Linked DNA regions of Mus musculus: all the other regions are linked to region 1. The links are chromatin contacts, called in public Hi-C and HiChIP or PLAC-seq maps. All regions are on one chromosome and are shown on one strand. Each heading gives the region's core, a stretch centred on a gene start, on an enhancer-like site or on the middle of the called end of the contact. The rest is flanking DNA. Distances are from core to core; before and after follow the strand shown. Region 1 holds the start of Sec14l1 (SEC14-like lipid binding 1). Region 2 overlaps Septin9 (septin 9). Region 3 overlaps Septin9 (septin 9).

Region 1 (2,965 bases), core at 63-2,562:
ACACCCTTGTGTGTTCAGAGTCATCTAGAACCTTTTGCTCACCTACTTAAAGGAGGAGAAAAACAAACAGAAATATAAAAAGGAAAGAAAGTCCAGTGAGCCCAGTAGTCCCACTGGGGCTCAATCAATAAGGATGTTATTTTACCTAGATACAGTCAAAAGACATTCAAAAGTTCAAAACCCAGTATCTCGGTATCCCAAATTACAGGTGTTTAAAAAAGCAAACAAAAAACCCCTACGCTGATAGACTTCAGAGGATTGCTATCTAGAGCTGCACTTCTACAATGTTTACATTGCTTTAAACAGGTCTGGAACTTTCTCTGGTATGTTTGCTTGGCATAGCACTCGGAAGGAGCAGGTTACGTTGGAAAACCACCTTCCAACAGTTGGAAAACTACAATGGCTAATAACTCTGGGTGACCTCAAGCATGCCGTTCGCCTTTCCTGATTCCATCTGTGTGAGACGATCTTACACTCCCAGCTCTCAAACCAGACTCCTCGGTTCTCCAAACTCAAGCCTTCATTAATCTCGATTCAGGCGCTGACGCGTCCTGGAGCGCAGAGACCGCGTTCCATTCACTCTCGTAAACCTTACAACGCCGGTGCGCGGAGGGGAGACTAAGAATCGTTTATATTTTTTTAATTGAGAAAATTAGTTTTCGGGTATCTCTCAAATAAAAGGAGGATGATTACCGGGTGCTGACGGGTAGGAGAGAAGATGCAAGCACTGCGTGATGCCTTTATTAAGAAACTCTTAACCAAGTGACTACACTGAAGGACCAGCTTGCTCGCCAGCTCCCTGAACTTGGGCCAGATCTTGGCTTGGGGAGGTCTGGTCCAGATCCACGCCCTGCGCGGGCATCCGGAGTGACCACCGCCAAATGGCACAGGAGGCCGGGGCTGCCTCTGTTGCATGATAATTGGTATTTGAAAATCAGCCCAGGGTCGGCCCCGGGGGAGCGCCTCCCTGCAGGCCGGGGCTGGACGGAGGGGGCGGCGGCGGCGGAGGGACCCGGCTGGCTCCGCAGTCTCCGAGATGGCGAGCGCCCCGGGCCGTCGCAGCAGAGGGACCCTGCCAGGGACTGACACCCGGGCGCGCTCCTACCCTCCACGACGACGCGAGCTTACCTCTTGTCAGAAGGACCGGGTCGGGGACGCGGCGCGGTGGCGGGATGCGTTCATGCCGGCGGCTCCCCGAAGAGAGAGCCGTGCCACAGGCTCGGCTGCCGCCGCTCGACCGCCGGTTCCGGGGACAGGGGCCGGGGCGGGAGGGCCGAGGGGCGCGGCGAGGGCTCGAGTGGTTGTTACGGGTGACGGGGAGGGAGGGGCCAGCCCGGAAGAGGCGCGCGTGCGCACACCAGGCCGAGGGGGCGGGGGAAGGAGCAGGAGGCGGTTGCTAGGGAGGGGGAGGGGCGGCCGCCGGGCTGGCTAAGGGCCGTACTGCGCCGGCGCGAGTTACAGATCTGCGCGTGCGTAGGAGGGGCTCAGGACTTGGTCTGCCAGGACTCGGAGCGAGCCCCAGAGGCTCCTTCTCTTGGCGTCAGTGGGAAGGGGGAAGGGCCGTGGCGGCGGGCGAGGCTTCGCAGTTAGCAGCCACAGACCCCAGAAAAGATTCAAATGCGCACTCCAGCCGGAGCGGGAACTGGGACCTCTACGGAATGTCAGCTAAGCCGGCCCTCCAGCTTGAATGCTGCGCGCTTGCGCCGTCTGTGCTTCCTCGTGGGCTTCCTCTTTTTTTTCCTGCACTGCTATAGTGTCTGATTGCATTCTGGCCTAGTAATGGTGATGGAGCGAACAGGGTGGGGAGGAGATGGGTGTAACCCAAGCACCCTTGTCAACACGTCCAGATGGTTGGGGAATGTCTGGCTGTGGGATGGCTCTAAGGGGAGGGACCTCAAGTGGGGTGCTAGGTGTGCCTTGCGTTTCAGCGTCTCCAACTTTAAAATTTAAGAGCCACACACGGAGACATTTAGGGGTCCTGAAGACGGGCGGGTGACAATAAGCGGACACCTGGCGCATCCACCCACACAGAAAAGCTAGTTTTAGAAGCAACACACAATTTCTCCATCAGTGTCACTGTTGTTCCGTTCACATTAGTCACCCCGGATGGCTGTACTTGCACACAAGAGTTTGGGAATTTCCTTCAGGACCTGTTTACCCACCACACAAACATATCATTCATTGCTCGATCACACTTTATTTCCAACTCAAACCGTCATTTTCCAGCACTGCTACCCGCGCTACTCAGGCTGCTGATGACTTATGTCCACGTGTAGGGATCACATTCACCTTTAAAAGATGCTGTGGGAGCTGGGCAGTGGTGCCTTTAATCCCAGCACTTGGGAGGCTGAGGCAGGCAGATTTCTGAGTTCGAGGCCAGGCTGGTCTACAGAGTGAGTTCCAGGACAGCCAGGGGCTACGCGGAGAAACCCTGTATCAGAAAGAAAGGGAGAGAGAGAGAGAGAGAGAGAGAGAGAGAGAGAGAGAGAGAGAGAAAGGAAGAAAGAAAGAAAGAAAGAAAGAAAGAAAGAAAGAAAGACAAACATGAGCTCCTGGTAGGAGTGAATGGCAGCACCCATTGAGATGATCTTATCCAGAACACACCATTCTGACAAACCTATAGATGAACCACAAATGTACAGGAAATAGAGACTGGAAGATGGGGCCAATTCACAGCCTGGAAAGCACAGACCTCGGGGGTACAAAACAGATATAGTCTTTATCAAATGATTTCTAAAGAAAGATGAGGGGAAGTCTAACTGATACCTTAAGAGGAGTTGGGAAATTCACTTAGACAACTGTGCTCTCAACTGCAGTGGCTGCTCTCCCAGGGGACCAGGATTCGATTCCCGGTACCTACTTGGCAGCTCACAACTGGCTGTAACTCCAGTCCCAGGAGATCTGACGCCCTCTTCTGGCCTCCTCTGGCACTGCATGCCAGTGGTGCACAAGCATACAGGCAGGC
Region 2 (2,881 bases), core at 140-2,639, 180 kb before region 1:
CCTCTTCCTCCTTCTCTCTCTCTCTCTCTCTCTCTCTCTCTCTCTCTCTCTCTCTCTCTCTCTCTCTCTCTCTCCAAGGGAGGGTCTTACTTGGTAGCCCTGGCCAGCTTAAGTATTCACTCTATTGCCCAGGTTGGTCTCTAACTACTGGCAATCTCCCTGCTTGAACCTCTCAAGGTCTGACCACCACCAATCAGCTCAAAAACCTCTTAGAAAAGGAACCATAGGGCTGGAGAGGTGGCTCAGAGGTTAAGAACCCGGCTGCCCTTGCTGAGGAGCCAGGTTCAGTTCCCTGCACCCACACGGCAGCTCACAATGATCTGGAACGCTGGTTCCAGGGAAAACAGTGCCCCCTGCTGGTCTGCACAAGTACAGCAAGCATGCTCATGGTGCACAGATCTGCATACAGGAAAATACACATAAGGTACAAAATAAAAGAATAATTAATTTTAAAATTACTATTTTTTTAATCAGTAAGAAAAGGGTTGACAGTCCGGCTAAGAGAGGACTATGGGCTTTGGGCTGTAACAAACATACAGAACATACACACAAAACACACAGGTAACACACACCTTCCATTCTGGCAGAGATGGAGGTGGGGGCACGAGGATCTCTGTAAGTTTGAGGCCCGCCTGGTCTACACCGTGAAAACATGTAACTAAGATCGATTTAGTTTTGGGGTGAAATGTCCCCCAGAGACCCAGGAGCTTGTAACTATCTGCTCCCCACGGTGATACTGTTAGGGAGTGCTGAGGGGAAGGGACCCAAAACCCCAGGCACAGGTCTCCAAAGAGACTGGAGGACTTCACTGGGTCCCAGCTTCCTGGCGCATTACATCAGCAGACTTTCTGGCTATGGCTATGCACACCCAGCATGTGGTCCAGCTCCTAGCCATGAGGCCACTGGATGTGGAAACCTCCTGAGATGCCAGCAAAATTTCCCCTTGATAAGTCAGCTGTCTCATGTAGGAATATGAATCTGCTCAATACAAAGCTGTAGAAATAAATTCAAACCCATTGGGCAGCGCCCATCCCCTCACTATGAGGGGAGAGCACATGCTTTTCCATTCACCATCCCTCAAAATGCTTTAATGATGTACCGAAGGCTGGAGAGATGGCTCGGGAGTCAAGAGCAAGCCTTGCTCTCCCAGAGGATCTGAGCTATGTTCCCAGCACCCATGCCAGGTGGCTCACAACTGCCTGTAAGTCCAGCTCCAGGGGTTCAGAGACCTCTAGCAAGGGCGCCTGCACTCGCTTGCACACGCCCTACAAAGACGCATGCATACACACAGAATTTTAAATAATAAAAATAAAAATGTAAGTGCTGTAACTGCTTGAGGTTAATGTGGGTGGAACTGGTTAAACTTTAAACCCACACTTCCTCTGATGCAGAAACTTGCCCTTCCAAGTTGCACATGGCAGTCACCTGCACGAGCGAGAGAGCACACACACACACACACACACACACACACACACACACACACACACATGCCCAAACACAGTGTAAGATGGTCCATACAGCTTCTCATGACAGGGTCTTCACATTAGCTCAGGTTAGCCTTAAACTCAGGTCTCCTGAGTCCCCAACCTGCTGAGTTTCAGGATGACAGGTGAGCACGTCTAGGCCCCATTCCAGGTTCTTTTCACATCTTAAAATACTGGATGAGGGGCTGGAGAAATGGCTCAGTGGTTAAGAGCACTGGCTGCTCCAGAGGTCCTGAGTTCAAATCCCAGCAACCACAAGGTGGCTCACAACCATCTGTAATGGGATCTGACACTCTCTTTTGATGTCTGAAGACAGTTAAATATACATATACATATATACATAAAATAAAGAGCTCACAAATAACCCCAGCTCCAGAATCCAGCTTTGGCCTCTGAGGAAACTTGCACAAACATGTCTATACCCCCCACACCCACACACACAGACACACACACACACAGACACAGACACAGACACACACACACACACACACACACACACAACCATAAGTAAATAAAATTTAGCTAGGTGTGGTGACACATGCATTTAATTCCAGCGCTCAAGAGGCAAAGAAGAGATTTCTGGGAGTTTGAGGCTAGCCTGGTCTACAGATTTGAGTTCTAGTTCAGCCAGGTCTACATAGTGAAACCGCCTCAAAAAATAATAAAATAAAAATGTAAAAATTAGCGGGGCAGTGGTGGAGCATGCATTTAATCCCAGCACTTGGGAGGCAGAGGCAGGCAGATTTCTGAGTTCGAGGCCAGCCAGGGCTACACAGAGAAACCCTGTCTTGAAAAAAACAAAAAACAAAAAACAAAAGGAAAGATGTAAAAATTAAAAACTTGGGTGAGGTGTGTACACCTCTGAGACTAGCAGAGGATGGGAGCAGTACTATCTTCTACTACATAATGAGCTCGGCGGCCTCTAATGCTGGGGTTAGAACTGTGAGCCTGGCACACATGAGGCACTGGGTTCAAATCCCACCACTGCCAAGAACCTGCTGACCCTTTGATGCTGGACACAAATGCATGTGGCGTTCTCAGCAGAAACAACAGAAAGTTACCTCCGCTTCCTCTGCATGCTCGAGAAGCCTCTAAAACAGAGGGTTTTCCCTTTTATTTTTCTCTTGGCCATGTTAAGGATCCAACCCAAGGCTTCAAATGCAATCTAGTGCTCCGCCACTGAGCCAACAGCCCTGTCCACTACACACAGACTTTTTGCCCAAATCTGCACACACAAAATTCCAAACGTCGTCAACACGTCCAGCCGTCATGGTATACCCCCTGAGAACAGCAGGGGAGGGAGGCAGCCTCCTTTGTAGGTTTCTTGGGATCCTTAGGATATATAATCTAGCAGTGAGCAAAAAAGACTTTTTGGAATACATGGCAGAAAGGTGAAT
Region 3 (2,735 bases), core at 65-2,564, 230 kb before region 1:
AAAAAAAAAAAAAAAAAAAAAAAGAGTCAGCCTGTCTAGAACATTCTTTCCCTGCTGCTGTACTCTGCCCTGCTCCTCGGTCTTCCCAGGACAGCTAATCTATGCTGGTGGGCTTCCCTGTTTTAGCAAGTTGCACAGGCTATAGTAAGTGCACCCCGTGACTCTTCATGCCAGCAGGGCCTCTAACATCTGAGGTCACTGTGAACCTGGCTGGATAACTCAATGGGGGCCTGGAGGTACTCCCCGATTCCCTTTCTTCGGTACGGGGTGTGTGTGTGTGTGTGCATGATGAATCTCTGTCCCGGCACCCAAATGTGACTTTAACAATTTCTGGATATTGTCACCTATAGAAGCCATGTAGAGCTGAGGAAGGGGACAGAAGGAAGGACTTTCCCAGGATACTCAGATCAGGGTCCACTGAGGTCAGGCGTCAAATGCAACTAGGGGCCAGGCTGGCCTTGCCTGGGCTTCAGTCCTATCTTTTTTCCATCTTGTCCTAATGCCAGGCTCAGACTGAGCAAACAGAGCAGAGCGAGGGGCAGATATAGATACGGAGGACAGGGCCCTCACCTGGGCCTCCACTGGCGATGTCACTTCTGTTCCATTCAGACCGCTTATTACGGCCCATGTCAAGGACTGGGTCTTGCTACCATCTCTAAATGCTGTCTAGAAGAAACTCCACTGCCAGGTGGCATCTCCTGAGATACTTTCAATATTTTGTAGCCAGAGTGGGTGGGTGGGGGGATACAAGACAGCATGTTTTGGTGGCCCAAACACCAGCGTGACTCACACAGGTTGCAAAGTGAACCTAGTGTCTGAGATGCAACCAGGAACTCAATGGAAACTCCCGACCTGAGTGAGGCCTGACTCAAGCCAGACCATCAGAGCTGCTAGAACATCGACAGGCCAAACTCTCTACAGTCCACAAGCCATTCATTCACAGTAACTGCACTGCCCCATACCCTCGCGCCCGCTGGATTCCTCCAGTAATTAGCAACATCGCAAGAAGGCCCAGAATAACACGTTTCTCAGGACAGGTTAATGAGGAGGTACAAGGGCGGGGTCCCAAGTGGCTGGGGGTCCCACAGCCTCCTCCCAGCTGAGATCCCTACACCTGCAGCCTCTTCTTCCACCTCTTCTCAAACCCAGGACTGAGCTAGATCTATTATGGGATGTAGACAACCGATGTCCAGGAAAACTGGCATGCCGTGGATGGTCCTCAGCCAACACCGGAACGGCAGCCTGGGAGCCAGTCTTCTCCCAGGGCCTCTCCAACCCAGGCGCTGGGAAGGAACGACATTCATATGGTAATTTCTCCCAAGGACAAGGGGACAAAGGGGGGGGGGGGCTGGCAAACTTCTGGAAGCTGTGCCCAATAGGGCTTCCAAGTTGGCTGGCCGGCTGTCCCTAAAGAGTAGACACAGTGCTAGGATACAGTCACAGAGGGATGGGGGCAGTGCAGGGAAGAAGACTCCACATTTCCTGCAGTTGCTTAAAGCATTGGTGGCTAACATTTAATTTTTGGTTTAATTTGTGTGGTGGTGGTGGGGTAACAGAACAGTCCAGAAATGTTCTCCATAAACTGTGGCCCCGGGGGCACCATGCTCGCCTGCATACATTCCACGTCCCTTCGGAAGCTTGTCTCTCCGGGCTTAGGCCTGTAGGATTGGCGGTTGCAGGGGACGGTGTCTATCCCCACCTCACCGCACCCCATTTAGGCATCTTGATCAGGTTAGTTGTCCGTTAAAGAATTAAGAGGCAAGAAGTGCCTCCAGTGTGAGGAAGAGACCGGAAGGGGCTAGCCTCATTGTGAGCCTGTGGCTACTCTCCTGACCGTTTGTGTATCAGGAATCCAATTCATAGTCCCTCAGGCCCACCAATTACCGGCAAGGAAGACAAGAGCATGCAGCTTCCTGCTTCTGCTTTCTGGTGCCTTCCCGGGCCTGGACTGGCAAGGGAATCCCGAAGCCAGAGGCCAGGACCTGGGTGCAGATCCTGTGCCTGCTGTTTTCCTCCCGTGCCCCTCACGTGTAGAGTCCTCTTTGCTCTATTCTCAGTCCTGCGGCCACCTGTATCGAGATCTGAGCAAGCCAAATGCAGGGGCTGCTGGGCCCTCAAACCTGGGTGCTGAACGTTCCCAGGAAGTCACAACCTCCTTCACACAGGACTGGGGTAAAGCCCACCTGTTAGGGCCACACAGCCCCAAAGGGAGGAAGACCTCTGGATGGACAAAGGGGCTGACACACTGGGGGCACCTGCAACTTCCTGCACTATCCACTCCCAAACCTCCAAGCCTCTCAGGGGCAGCTCCTGTGAACTAGGACGAGAGAGATCTCTGCTGACTTAGACAGATGGAGATGCTGAAGCCCACAGTGAGGTCATCTATGCCCCTCCTTTTGAAAAAAAAAAAGGCAGTGGGTGGGCCTGGCTGGGGGCTGCACAGTTCTCCCAGACCAAGGCTGGGTCACAATCACGATGGCACATCCTATGTGTGGACAGATGCTTCAAGGGTACTGTGAAGTGCATCTGTGGGTCAGTGGAAGGAGGATGTCGCTGTGGCCCCCAGGGCAGCCTCAGGACTGGACAGGAGATGCACACGGCGGTGTGTGTGTGTGTGAGTGTCCACAGCTAACCATGGAGGGGCCTGGGAAGGTGGCCACAACACCTGGAAAGGAACAGCTAAGCGTCGGCCTGGGAACAGCCTGACTGTTGCCAGGCGAGCAGGAAGCAGGCAA

The links. A called contact is a pair of places that touch in the nucleus more often than the background predicts. HiChIP or PLAC-seq counts read pairs in DNA pulled down with a chosen protein or histone mark.
Region 2: a Hi-C map of regulatory T cells shows a contact between it and region 1, with 2.6 times the contacts expected there. The contact joins the enhancer-like site here to the promoter of Sec14l1 in region 1. A contact is called at or near these places in 2 of 484 Hi-C or Micro-C datasets (embryonic stem cells and regulatory T cells) and 4 of 115 datasets of contacts at active chromatin or transcription factors (embryonic stem cells, memory CD8 T cells and pancreatic cancer cells).
Region 3: a contact with region 1 is called in an H3K27ac HiChIP or PLAC-seq map of embryonic stem cells, with 2.3 times the contacts expected there. The contact joins the enhancer-like site here to the promoter of Sec14l1 in region 1. A contact is called at or near these places in 1 of 39 promoter capture datasets (embryonic stem cells), 2 of 484 Hi-C or Micro-C datasets (the G1E-ER4 cell line and Sertoli cells), 12 of 115 datasets of contacts at active chromatin or transcription factors (the SCID.adh cell line, VIP interneurons, bone marrow-derived macrophages and 6 more) and 1 of 9 other capture datasets (adipose tissue).

Annotation. Positions count from the first base shown.
Region 1 is chr11:117,113,515-117,116,479 of GRCm38.p6, reverse strand. Sec14l1 (SEC14-like lipid binding 1) reads right to left here and starts at 1,312. Exons shown (of 16, transcript NM_001166506.2): 1 at 1,129-1,312.
Region 2 is chr11:117,298,454-117,301,334 of GRCm38.p6, reverse strand. The region is part of intron 2 of Septin9 (septin 9); the gene reads right to left. Among named protein-coding and RNA genes, the nearest start is that of Gm34065, 27 kb to the left of the region's middle. Within about 2 kb of position 1,389, at least 11 of the 459 cell types and tissues checked have an H3K27ac peak or open chromatin away from gene starts, as enhancers often do. A contact at or near this core is called in regulatory T cells, where this site is marked.
Region 3 is chr11:117,340,015-117,342,749 of GRCm38.p6, reverse strand. The region is part of intron 2 of Septin9 (septin 9); the gene reads right to left. Among named protein-coding and RNA genes, the nearest start is that of Gm51932, 5.8 kb to the right of the region's middle. Within about 2 kb of position 1,314, at least 34 of the 459 cell types and tissues checked have an H3K27ac peak or open chromatin away from gene starts, as enhancers often do. A contact at or near this core is called in embryonic stem cells, where this site is marked.